Regions from separate parts of the Mus musculus genome. Here region 1 is linked to region 2. Evidence: chromatin contacts called from public HiChIP or PLAC-seq data. All regions are on one chromosome and are shown on one strand. The core of a region is the stretch at or near the end of the contact, and the rest is flanking DNA. Distances in the headings are between cores, read along the strand shown.

The links. HiChIP or PLAC-seq counts read pairs in DNA pulled down with a chosen protein or histone mark.
Region 1: an H3K27ac HiChIP or PLAC-seq map of embryonic stem cells shows a contact between it and region 2, with 52 read pairs. The contact joins the promoter of Papola here to the enhancer-like site in region 2. A contact is called at or near these places in 32 of 484 Hi-C or Micro-C datasets (the C2C12 cell line, the G1E-ER4 cell line, bone marrow-derived macrophages and 7 more), 11 of 115 datasets of contacts at active chromatin or transcription factors (CD8 T cells, bone marrow-derived macrophages, embryonic stem cells and 3 more) and 3 of 9 other capture datasets (adipose tissue, liver and pancreatic islet).

The regions. Positions count from the first base shown.
Region 1 is chr12:105,783,447-105,788,997 of GRCm38.p6, reverse strand. It overlaps Papola (poly (A) polymerase alpha), which reads right to left and starts at 4,301. Exons shown (of 22, transcript NM_011112.4): 1 at 4,084-4,301. The coding sequence starts at 4,091.
Region 2 is chr12:105,731,947-105,738,005 of GRCm38.p6, reverse strand. Ak7 (adenylate kinase 7) reads right to left here. Exons shown (of 18, transcript NM_030187.1): 6 at 4,493-4,573; 7 at 3,028-3,116. Among named protein-coding and RNA genes, the nearest start is that of Ak7, 29 kb to the right of the region's middle. Within about 2 kb of position 4,160, at least 43 of the 459 cell types and tissues checked have an H3K27ac peak or open chromatin away from gene starts, as enhancers often do. A contact at or near this core is called in CD8 T cells, embryonic stem cells, extraembryonic endoderm stem cells and 4 more, where this site is marked.

The sequences.
Region 1 (5,551 bases), core at 3,052-5,551, 51 kb before region 2:
TAACAAAAAAAAACTATTCTGCATATTGTGTCCATCCTGATCAATGTTAAGCGCATGGTGGCCCCCCACCTTTAACTCCAGCACTCAGGAGGCAGAGGCAGGCAGATTTCTGAGTTCCCGAGACCAGCCTGGTCTACAAAGTGAGTTCCAAGACAGCCAGGGCTAGACTGAGAAACCCTGCCACAAAAAAACCCTGAAAACAAACAAACAAGCAAACAAACAAACCCACCAGCTCAGTCCTCAGCCTGCTCTAGGGCTGCACAGAGCAGCTCAACCTTTTTATGAGTTCTGTCCACCAAAATTTATTATACTGCAAAATTATAGTTGAGAACTGAAACACTTGTTTACAGAACAAGAAGCCCTCAGCATAATATTCCTATGAAACAGGAGTTTCAAAAAAAATCCTTTAAGTAGTAAGAATAAAGTACATTTCTGTAAATCTCAATTCCAGCTAAGCTAAATATGGCTTGATTCCCCTATCAGCTTCTGCACTCAAATCTACTTCAATAAATTGTTTTGGTTGATGCACACGAATATAACCTGGCATCATATCCTTTTCCTAATTTACAAAGTAAGGGCTCACTGAATTACACATATCTTCTAAAAATGAACAGGTCCTACAGCATTCTGGTATCACCAAAGCATGCTTCATGCATAAAGCTCCGATTATTTCCTGGCCACAACAAATACTGCCAAGTTGTTTTCTGTGAGCTGACAACAGCCTCACTTATTCTCGAGTTTAAGTGTCCCAATGTTAAATACTCAACAGAAACATCACAAGTCCCATGAACACAGTTATTACTTTAAGTTACTCACACACAGTACTCTTCTCAAAACTAATATTCTCCATTCTAATGCCACACCATATTAAAAAGACAATCTTAAGGGTCAGACTTTTATAAAACTAGCATTTTTCTTTCTTTGAACTACTAGGGATGGAACTCAGGACCTCATTCCTGTCAGGCAATTCCTGCTCAGACCTCCACTAGCCACATACCTCCTAGCTAAAGCTGGAATTAAGCTTCAAACATTTTTCCACCCAGCTGAGAGATGCCATCATTCCACCCTTAAAAGTCTGGAGCACAAGTGAGAAGCCAGCCTGAATGGTAGCAAGACCCTGACCCTGTCTCCAAAAAAAAGGAAATCTCAATTCAAAAGGCTGTGGTGGGGCACGCCTTTAATCTGAACACTCAGGAGGCAGAGGCAGGCAGATCTCTTGAGTTCAAGGTCAGCCAAGCCTACACAGAGAAACTCTGTCTCAGAAACAAAGAAAGAGGGAGAGAAGGAAGGAGGGGAAAGAGGTAAACAGTCACTCCTTGGCAGAAGAATAGAGGAACGGACAAGAGATGGAGAAGGGTGCCAATGAGAGTAGTACTCATATACAAGCATGAAAACATCACAACAAAACCCATTATTTTATATATTTATATTTTAAAAAACCTACAATGTTTGCTAATAAACTGCCGTCTCCTGTCTTTGAGATGGGATTTTACTTTTATCATGTAGCTTAAGTTGTACTCAAAACCCTCTCCCCCACTTCTAGAGCTGAGATTACAGAACCAACAAAAGCTCTCAACCGGGTAAAAAGGATCCCAGTAATGCACCAGCAGACCATGCTAAGGCACAGCCACATCATATTCCCGAGCAGGACCCAGCTCTACCTTTTGGGTTTTTTGTTTGTTTGTTTTTTGTAATGTTAGTTATAATTTTATTTGAATGGAATTGTGTTAAACTTTTTGTCCTTATTTCCTTTTCTTTTTTAATTAGGTATTTTCTTCATTTACATTTCCAATGCTATCCCAAAAGTCCCCCATACCCCCCTCACTCTCCTACCCACCCACTCCCACCTTTGACTCTAGGCAAGTTCCCTGCCCCATTTTCTTACCAGTAAAAGTCCTTTATACACTTAGAAGAACTACTGTCTTAAGTCTCACTAAATAGTTCTACCAACAACTTCAACAACATTCTGACACTTGCTAAGTCACTGGTACTGGTACAAAGAAAGATGTGGACACTAGCATATGGCACAGAGAATAAAATGTCTATAATGATATATACTTTGTGTTAATGCAGTGGTTCTTAAACCACGAACAAAGTCCCTCAGAGTACATCTGGAAAAGTCTGGGGACATCTGTGCGTTTGCCACTGTGAGAAGTTCCTGGGGTAAAGCCGTTGGCAACCACTAAGCAGGTCAGAGGTACTGTTACACACCCAACAAGACGTGGGAAGGGCCCTCCAGAAATTACCAGGGTTACAGCACTGAGGTGAGAAACTCTGTTAATGGAGAATGCAGAAATTTCAAGTATTTTAAAAAGCTTTAGCTTCCTCCATAACTTTTCTAAGTTTCACCACTATGGCAATCAAAAGGTACCAGCATTTTCCAAATTATGTATGTAATTATACACAAACCATATACCTTTGAGAATGTTTTGTAACGACTCAGTCCATTCTGACCATTCACCTGAACTGTCTATGCTTCAATCCCAACTTACATTGTCTAAATTTAACAGGCACACCAAAACCCACACTGGATACCAAACACAAACTATCCAGGAAATCTCAATTCAAAAGATCAAAAGTAAAAATCATGGCAAGTGATGCTGGCACACAGAAGAACAAGGCGTCCCATGGAGAGGTGAGCTCAGGGACAGAGCCCTCAAGAAACAAAGTAATGAGGAGGAAGGCAGGCCTGTCCTCCTCAGCCAGGCAGTCTTGGGTTTCCCTGGATTAAAAGTCCCAGTACACTCTGGATGGAGATAGAACAGCTTGTAAGAAACTGGCTATAGAGTTCAAATCCCATGAAACACACAAAAAAAAGGGGTCATGTGCATGTCCATCTGTCTTGGCTCCATTTTTTTAAACCTAAAGGAAATAGACTGAAGAACTTCAAGCATAGACCTGGACATGTGCGGTGCTCATGCAGCCTCCTTGTACCGTTCCACTTTCAGAAGTGCACTGAAATAAAAACTGCAGGAAACCTGTACTCTCCCTCCTACCTTCACTCCCAGACACAAGATAACATTTCTAATCCGAAGCCTTCCCTTTAGAGTGTGCAACCATATCTTTTTTTAAGCACTGATGTATCAGAAAAAAGTCTGGATGAGCTAATACAAGGTCATCATGTGACAACACCTCACTCACTCACATCTACTTGAACCCCACTGAAAAACACCAAACATCTTTATAGATTCTATTCTCGTGCTCCTTTACCCTTGTTCCATGAATAAGGAGTCAAAGGGAACTTTGTGGTTAATTAAGCCCAACAAATGTTATCACTACAGAAATACAGCTGACAGGTCTCTGGACTAAACATCAGGGTCGAGTAAAGCTAGCAAGCTAGTGTGTGAGAAAGAAAAGCGCATGAAATCCATTTTTAAATTAGTAAGTACAACCCTAGATCTGTCACATTGAGGCTACGTCCAAAACTGCCTCTCTTGTTTGGAAGAAAAGCAGTCGCACGACCTAAAGCCTTTTCGCCAAGATAGGTTAGTTGGAACATAAAACCCTCATCTACTTTCGAATCCCAACAACCGGTTTCCAAATATCTTTCTTAGGAGAAAAGGGGGGAGGGGGGAAATTAAGTAAAGAAAAATCACGGTCAAGTGTGTAAAGTAGACCTAGCGACATTAGAAGGCCTAAGTGAATTAGCTCAAAGCGTACACTCGCAATCACAACACAAGTGACCCAAGGGCGGGAGCGATCAGGTAGCGCGCCGAAGCCAGGTTGCCTAGTCACAACAAAGCAGGGACGGCGCCGCCCCGCAGCCCGCCGTTCCGGAAGCTGCCCCCGGGCCGCCAGCGCGGCCTGCTCCCTCCCGGCCCCGGTTCCTCACCCGCTCCGAGGGAAGCGGAAGTGGGGAACTAGGGGGCTGGACGGCGCCATGGTGAAACCGGGACAGGAAGGAACCCGGGAGCCGCGGCCCGCCAGTCCGCGCCGGGCGCCGTTCCGCTTGGGGATCCTGCGGGGGCCCCGCGCCCGAGGGGCCGGAAGCCGCGGCCCGGGGCGCCCGTGCGCCTCCCCTCCCCCTCCGCCACCCCCGGGGCCCGGCCGGCGTGCGCCTCACTCAGCACGCCAATCACTTACAACGGCATCGTCTCCGGCGCCGGCACCGCCCAGTCACTTCCCCCCCGCGACCGCTGCCGTCCTGGGCATGATCCACCGAGGCGGGAAGGACGGCAGCCTACCTCAGCCCCGGGGCCAACCCAGTCCTGCACCCGTGCCCCGCCGCTTTAAGCGCTTCTCCTCCTTCCCCTTCGTCCTAACATGGCGCCCGAGCGCTACCACAGCAACGTTCTAGAACCGCTGACGCCGCCACGCACACCGAGCGCGCGCCTGCGCGCGCGCTGCGCGACGCCGCAAGACCTGACGGGAAATGTAGTTCTCGGCGTGAAGCGGCGCTTCTCCCCCTCCCCCCCCCCCCCCCCCCCCCCGGTGATCTCACGCTTTCGTGGTAGAGCGTGGGATGGGTGCGGGAGGCTCCGAGCGAGAGGCTGTAGTTCATTCGCTTGGCGACGCCGTCCTGGCGAATGAGAGTGACGCAGCCGTGGCAGCGATGAGAAGGGGGCGCGGCCCAAGCGGGCGCCACGTGCGGGGCAGCCCAAGCGCGGGGGATGCCTGGAACCGAGAGCTGTTCGGTGCCAGTTGCACCTCCGCTGCGTGGGAGAACTGCTTTTTAAACATCGATGTGAGTGAGGACTTAAATGTGTTAGAGCCCAGTACAGAGCCTGTCCCAGAAGTGTGGCCGTGGATCCCCTCCCCTGACGATGACCCTCTGCATCTGTGTTGCCCAGACCTGTGCTTCTCATGCCAAATGTGCAGGGCAGGGGATTCCGGACCAAGGCAATAATTTAATAAAATTGACAGTAACCTTTGGGGTTTTGGCGGGTTTTTTGTTGTTGTTGTTGTTGTTGTTCTTGTTTGTTTTATAAGACAGGCTCCCATGAAGCTACTAGCCCTTAGTTTCTGATCCTCCTGCCTCCACCTCCTGAGTGTTGACATTACAGGTGTGAAACACCACTACCAATTTTATGTGATAGATTGGAATATACTTCTGGGTGTGACTATGACCTTGTCTCTGTGCTGAAGAGTTAATGCAGTTGGGCAGGTGAAGTTCGGGTTACTGGACCATACTCAGAAAAAGGAGCCATTCCTAGTATGCTGGGTTCATCTTAAGATAATGTATTTTTCCTTCCTAAAATTTCCAGCCCCTGGCACACTTCTTACGGGGTTTGGCTGGGTACACTCACCATTCTGTTCTGAGTAATCATTAGAAAGGCCCAACTATTCCTTTTCCTTCTCATAGCTTCTTGAAAGAAGCTTTTGGCCGGGCGTGGTGGCGCACGCCTTTAATCCCAGCACTCGGGAGGCAGAGGCAGGCGGATTTCTGAGTTCGAGGCCAGCCTGGTCTACAAAGTGAGTGCCAGGACAGCCAGGGCTACACAGAGAAACCCTGTCTCGAAAAACCAAAAAAAAAAAAAAAAAAAAAAAGAAAGAAGCTTTTGGAGGTCCCCTGCACTTAGGGCTTCCTTTCACTCCTAAAGCTCCCTCCCCA
Region 2 (6,059 bases), core at 2,911-5,410:
TGGTTTCTAAGTATATATATATATATATATATTTTTTTTTTCCCAACTCCAGGAAGAGGACCTGACCCAGGCCTCACATCAGGAAGGCTTGTCCACCCCATGGCTCACTTGAATCTCATAACTGTGCTTGGGGTCAGTGATTTGCAAAGTGAGATGCAGATTCTAGATTTTGGCAACTGTCTTAAGGAAGTCATGCAGAGGTGACCAATGACTAACAATGAGTTCAACACTCTTGTCAGACAGCTGCTGTGATTGTCCCCATCTGATGATGAGAGACGTTATGGTTTGAGGCAGATCCTCGTAGTTGTAGAAATGACAGGGGCTGGAAGTCCACCACAGTGGCCTGTTAGTTCTATGGGAGTCTTAGGTTCTTCTTCAGTAAAATGAAATTAAATGTGCACATCTAAAACTTCATTCGGCTCTCTGTAGAGTGAACGTCTAGCCTGTACCTGGACCTGTGCTCGACCCCCAGCCCTGGAAATGAGAAAAGCAGCAATAACAATAAGTGTTCATGGGGGCTGGTGAGATGGCTCAGCGGTTAAGAGCACCGACTGCTCTTCCAAAGGTCCTGAGTTCAAATCCCAGCAACCACATGGTGGCTCACAACCATCTGTAACGAAATCTGACTCCCTCTTCTGGAGTGTCTAAAGACAGCTAAAGTGTACTTACATATGAATAAATAAATAAATAAATATTAAAAAAAAAAAACAAAAAACAATAAGTGTTCGTTTCCCATCTATTTCATGTCAACATCGCAGAGGATTGTAGCCATCAGTTCTCATTCCTCTGGTAAATGATTCAGCCTTCAAAATAATCTGCAGAACGAAAGAAGGTGTCACTGCAAGGGGAAAGGGCCCCAAAAAAGAAGAGGAAAAGAAATCACCCTGCAGGGGCCGGAGAGATGGCTCAGTGATTAAGAGCACTCACTGGTCCTGAGTTCAATCCCCAACAACCACATGGTAGCTCACAACCATCTGTAATGGGATCCAATGCCTTCTTCTGGTGTGTCTGAAGACAGCTACAGTGTACTCATATACATAAAGAAATCACCCTATAATGGATCTTTAAAAGTAAGATGTTGGGCCGGAGAGAAGGCTCAGTGGTTAAGAGCACTGACTGTTCTTCCAAAGGTCCTGAGTTCAAATCCCAGCAACCACATGCTGGCTCACAACCACCCGTAATGAGATCTGATGCCCTCTTCCAGTGTGTCTGAAGATAGCTACAGTGTCCTTACATATAATAAATAAATAAATCTTTAAAAAAATAAGTAGGATGTTAAGGACTAGTTAATTTTGGCTGTGGCAAATCTAGGGATTTTTATTATTATCATTATTATTAGTAGTAGTAGTAGTAGTATTTCAGGAATGAGAGTTAGAGTAAGAGAAGAAATGGCAGCCGGGCGTGGTGGCGCACGCCTTTAATCTCAGCACTCGGGAGGCAGAGGCAGGCGGATTTCTGAGTTCGAGGCCAGCCTGGTCTACAGAGTGAGTTCCAGGACAGCCAGGGCTATATAGAGAAACCCTGTCTCAAAAAAACAAAAAACAAAAAAAAAAAAACAAACAAACAAAGAGAAGAAATGGCTGCCTAGCCCAGGTTAGCCCTGAACTCCTGTGTAGCTCAGACTGGTCTTGCATTCTTCCTCCTGGGATCACAGGCACACACACAGATATATGAGCTGTGAACTGGGATTTGTATCATTTTCCAGAGACTCTGCTCTCAGAATAGTAATAGGAATCACTTAGGGTCAGGGCTTACAGAGATCTACACAGAGTTGTGGCCCTGAAGTTCAATCTATGTGACTCTCTCTAAGACCCGGAATGATTTCCATCCCTGAGAGGGAAAAAAATCTAGGACTCTAGAACCAGCCCCCTTGGAGACCAGCCTGTAGGGCAGTGTAAAGCCCAGGCGGTTGGAACGCAAGGCTGGCGTTTCAAGAACTGTGACCCAGCTCTCCACCCTGTTGCTTGCGTCAGCATCTACCTGGACTGGGTTGGAAGGCTTGGAGAGTGGGACATTCAGGCCAAGTGTGAGACCCAAGTGGTTAGAAGAAGCCGCCTCTTTGTTACACTGCAGAGGGCTTGTCCCCCCCAGGGCAGAGAGCTCCCAGGGGGGGCCCATTGAGGGTTGGAGGGTTTCACGTTGAGAACCAAAGCTTCTTCAGGCCTTTTGGAGAAACACAACTCTTCACTCTTAACCTCTATACACTAACACCCTCGGGTTATTAGGTAAACCTTCTGGAATGGAATGTGTTAAGCTTGGCTGATCTCTAACCTTTTCTGACCCTAAAACAAATGCAAAACTATAACCCGTGCTCACTATAGAAAGGATTTTGTGATATCTGTCATCTGTTTAATGTGGAAACAGTGTGTGTGTGTGGTTGTTTGTTTTGTTTTTTGTTTCTGGTTTTTGGAGACAGGGTTTCTCTGTGTAGCCCTGGCTGTCCTGGGACTCACTCTGTAGACCAGGCTGGCCTCTAACTCAGAAATCAACCTGCCTCTGCCTCCCAAGTGCTGGGATTAAAGGTGTGGGCCACCACACCCAGCAACAGTGTTTATTGAATGAGTTGCTTCTGAGGCTATGAGAGTCCTTGTGACCTCGCCCAGCCCTTCCCATAGGGGAACGTGAAGTTCCCCCGGCCATGGCCTCAGGATATACAATTTCCTTATTATTTGTAGGACACGTATAAGATTTGAATTCTGCCCCTGGGGAAGCTAAGGCTGGAGGCAGAGGAGAGTGAGACCCTGTTTCAAAGGGGGGGGGGGGGGGTTCAGGCTTACAGTTCGCTGCCCGGCTTTTGGAACTTTGTCTACCATTGCAACCCATCTTATCTGAGACAAAGGGGAAAAGAAATGGGTTGTTCAGCAGTGTACCCCAAGCCCTTTCTTTCCCAGGGCTGTTTCTCGGCTGACAGGGTCTCTAAGTGATGAAGCTACACTCGTGATCAGAAGTGTGGAGACATGGGGTGGATAATGAATGCTTCATCAGACACACTTCCGGGACACGCCACACATCAGGGAGGCCTCTTACCCTGCGAGGTCAACAACATGAATGGCCGGAATGCAATTGGTCCCATCTCCAAACACGGGTAGTGCGGGGACCTCGCCCAGCCAGGCCATCTGAAAGAGACGGGCAGGGGGCGTTTGCCCCAGCATGTGTTTCTCAGGGGGCTCCAGAAGCGCCACCGCGCACGCGCATGCCTGGCCTCTAGTTGTCCCTCTTGGGTCCCCTTCTCTCAGACTTTAATACAGTCAGCCCCATAAAAAAAATCTAATTGTCAACGCTTAGATCTCATCTTAACAATCTGCAGTATTTGACCCTACAGGCAACTCCGTTTTTTATGGGGTTTTTTGTTTTGTTTTGTTTGTTTGTTTCTGATAGACTCTTCCTGGTCACCATTGGCAACACTGCCTGCCATTTCTCTTTGTCCCTCCTGGGTCTCCCTCCCATTTCCCGTATCCTCCAGATCCTGTGGGTCCCAGTTCTCAGTCCTCCTGTGTGTGGACTCTCCAGGTGGCACAGTGGTGCCCATGGTTTAGATGCCTTCCTCACGCTCAGACCTCATGCCGACTCCTCACGCTGACTGACTCCTCATGCTGACTGACTCCTCACGCTGACTGACTCCTCACGCTGACTGACTCCTCATGCTGACTGACTCCTCACGCTGACTGACTCCTCACGCTGACTGACTCCTCATGCTGACTGGTCTTACCAGAGATACAGGCTTGATCTCCTCCCTCCTCGACTTTCTTTTTTATCATTTTTTTTTTTTAAATTTTCACCTTTCCTTAAAGCATAGCTGTGAAAAGACAGCCAGATATGTTTATGAACTTTCTCTTTAAATTTAAAGTTCTTACTATGTGAGGGAGCGAGTGTGTGTAGCGGTATGTGTCAAAGTACAAGTGTGACTTGGTTCTCCTACCATCACCCACTGAGGACTGAACCCAACCCTCTCATCCCCTCCCTCCTCTCCCCTTCCCCTCCCCTCCCCACCTCCCCTCCCCTCCCCTCCCTCTTCTCCCTTTCCCCTCCCCTCCCCACCTCCCCTCCCCCTCCCCCTCCTTTCTCTTTGTTCTCTGAGACAGAGTTTTACCATTGTCTTCTAGGCTGATCTCAGTCTCTCTCAGTCCTGCCTTTGCAGGCTGGCACCCCCTGCCTTATAAAACACAGTTGGAGAATGCACACAGTGGGCTGACAGATGGCTCAGCAGGTAAACACTTTCCAACAGGGACTCCACCAAGCTGTCCTCTGACTCGTGTATTGGAGCTGAGGCGTGTGCAGGCCCCAGCATACACATAATATACATGTATATAGTAGTAGTAGTAATAATAATAAATCAAATAAATGCCAACAAAGAATCCCCAGAGTCTCAGGCCCCGAGTGAGGTTGAAGGCAGGGACATGGGGTGAGGAAGTGGCTACTTTGTAACCTAACTTGAAAGTGAAATTAAAAATGAAGAAAGTAGAGTCTACTTAGTCCTTGGAAAAAACCAGACCTTAAAAAACGTGTGTAAGATGCCTCCTTCTGCTCCATACTGAAGTCCTGAGGCGACTACATAAGTTGCGAACTTTTTGGCCTAAATGGATAAAATACAGAGAAGGGGGGGTGGAGAGAGCGAGGGAGAGGAAGGATATAACATTAGTTATATTGAAGCAGACTTAGTAAGTTAAACGGACACCGTTACAGACTCTGCAGTCTTTTTTTTTTTTTTTTTTTTTTTTTTTTTGGTTTTTCGAGACAGGGTTTCTCTGTGTAGCCCTGGCTGTCCTGGAACTCACTTTGTAGACCAGGCTGGCCTCGAACTCAGAAATCCGCCTGCCTCTGCCTCCCGAGTGCTGGGATTAAAGGCGTGTGCCACCACGCCCGGCTTGACTCTGCAGTCTTTTCTGGGCTCTTTAGTTAGACACTGCTTAGGGCTGAGACAGGGTCCCTTATTGGAGAAGAAAAAACTGCATGAAATACAGAAATGTTCCCAGCCACCACTGACATTTAATGGGAATGAAGAACTAAATTAAGGCAGAGCTGTTCCTTGTGACAACACCTGTGAACTCTACGTTGGCCCCGAGGGGAAGGGAAGCTGTGAAAACAGGTCCTTCTAGAAGGATCTTCAGTCACCTTTCAGTCACCTATCACAGGGCTCACATGACTGTGAAGCTCAGGATCCGGTGGGGGTTTGCTTGGTTTGTTTTGAAACAGGGTCTCACGTAGCCCAGGCTAGCCTTGCACTCATTATGTAGCAGAGGATGACTTCTGCTTGGTGAGTGCTAGAGTCACAGCTGTGTGCCACCACCCCTAGCTTATGTGGGGCTGAGGATCAAACCGAGGGCTTTGTGCATGTTGGGCAAGCAATCTAGCAACTCAGCTATGGCCCCGGACCCTGTACCAGGTCTCAGTACGAGGGTTTTAATTGACATAAATGCTCTATTCTGCCCGGAGATGAAGTCATTGTGGTCTTGGTGACACTTCGTGGTGACCAAGCTGGCCTCAGTGGTAAGTGCCTAATGAAGCTGCTCTGGAGGCTAAGCTTGGAGGATTACTTGGGCCCATAAAGTGGGCAGACCAGCCTGGGTGTCTCAGCAAAACACTGACAAACTAGAGAGCTTTGTGCAATGAGTGTGGTTGGCACTGTTCGTTGTCGTTGTTGTTGTTTTGTTTTTTTCTGGATCGCTGACATGAGGTCCAAATACAAAAGACGGAGTGATGCCTAGGTTTCTTTCCCTTCCCTAACATTGCTCTCCAGAGTTGGAGATGGACCCCAGGTCCGCCAGCATGCCGGGCACGCCTTCAGGCATCAGACCTGGTCCCCTGACCCCTGAAGCTTCATTCACAGACTGCCAGTGTGCCCAGCCTTGAGTGGAACTGCTAATGTCTGCTTAATCACCATGGTGACTTATTCTCACTCAAGGGAGATTCATGAGTGGGGGGTAGGGGTAGGGGATAGAGAGATGGCTCAGTGGTTAAGAGCACTGACTGCTCTTCTGAAGATCCTGAGTTCAAATCTCAGCAACCACATGGTGGCTCACAACCATTTGTAATAAGAGCTGACACCCTTTTTTTCTGGT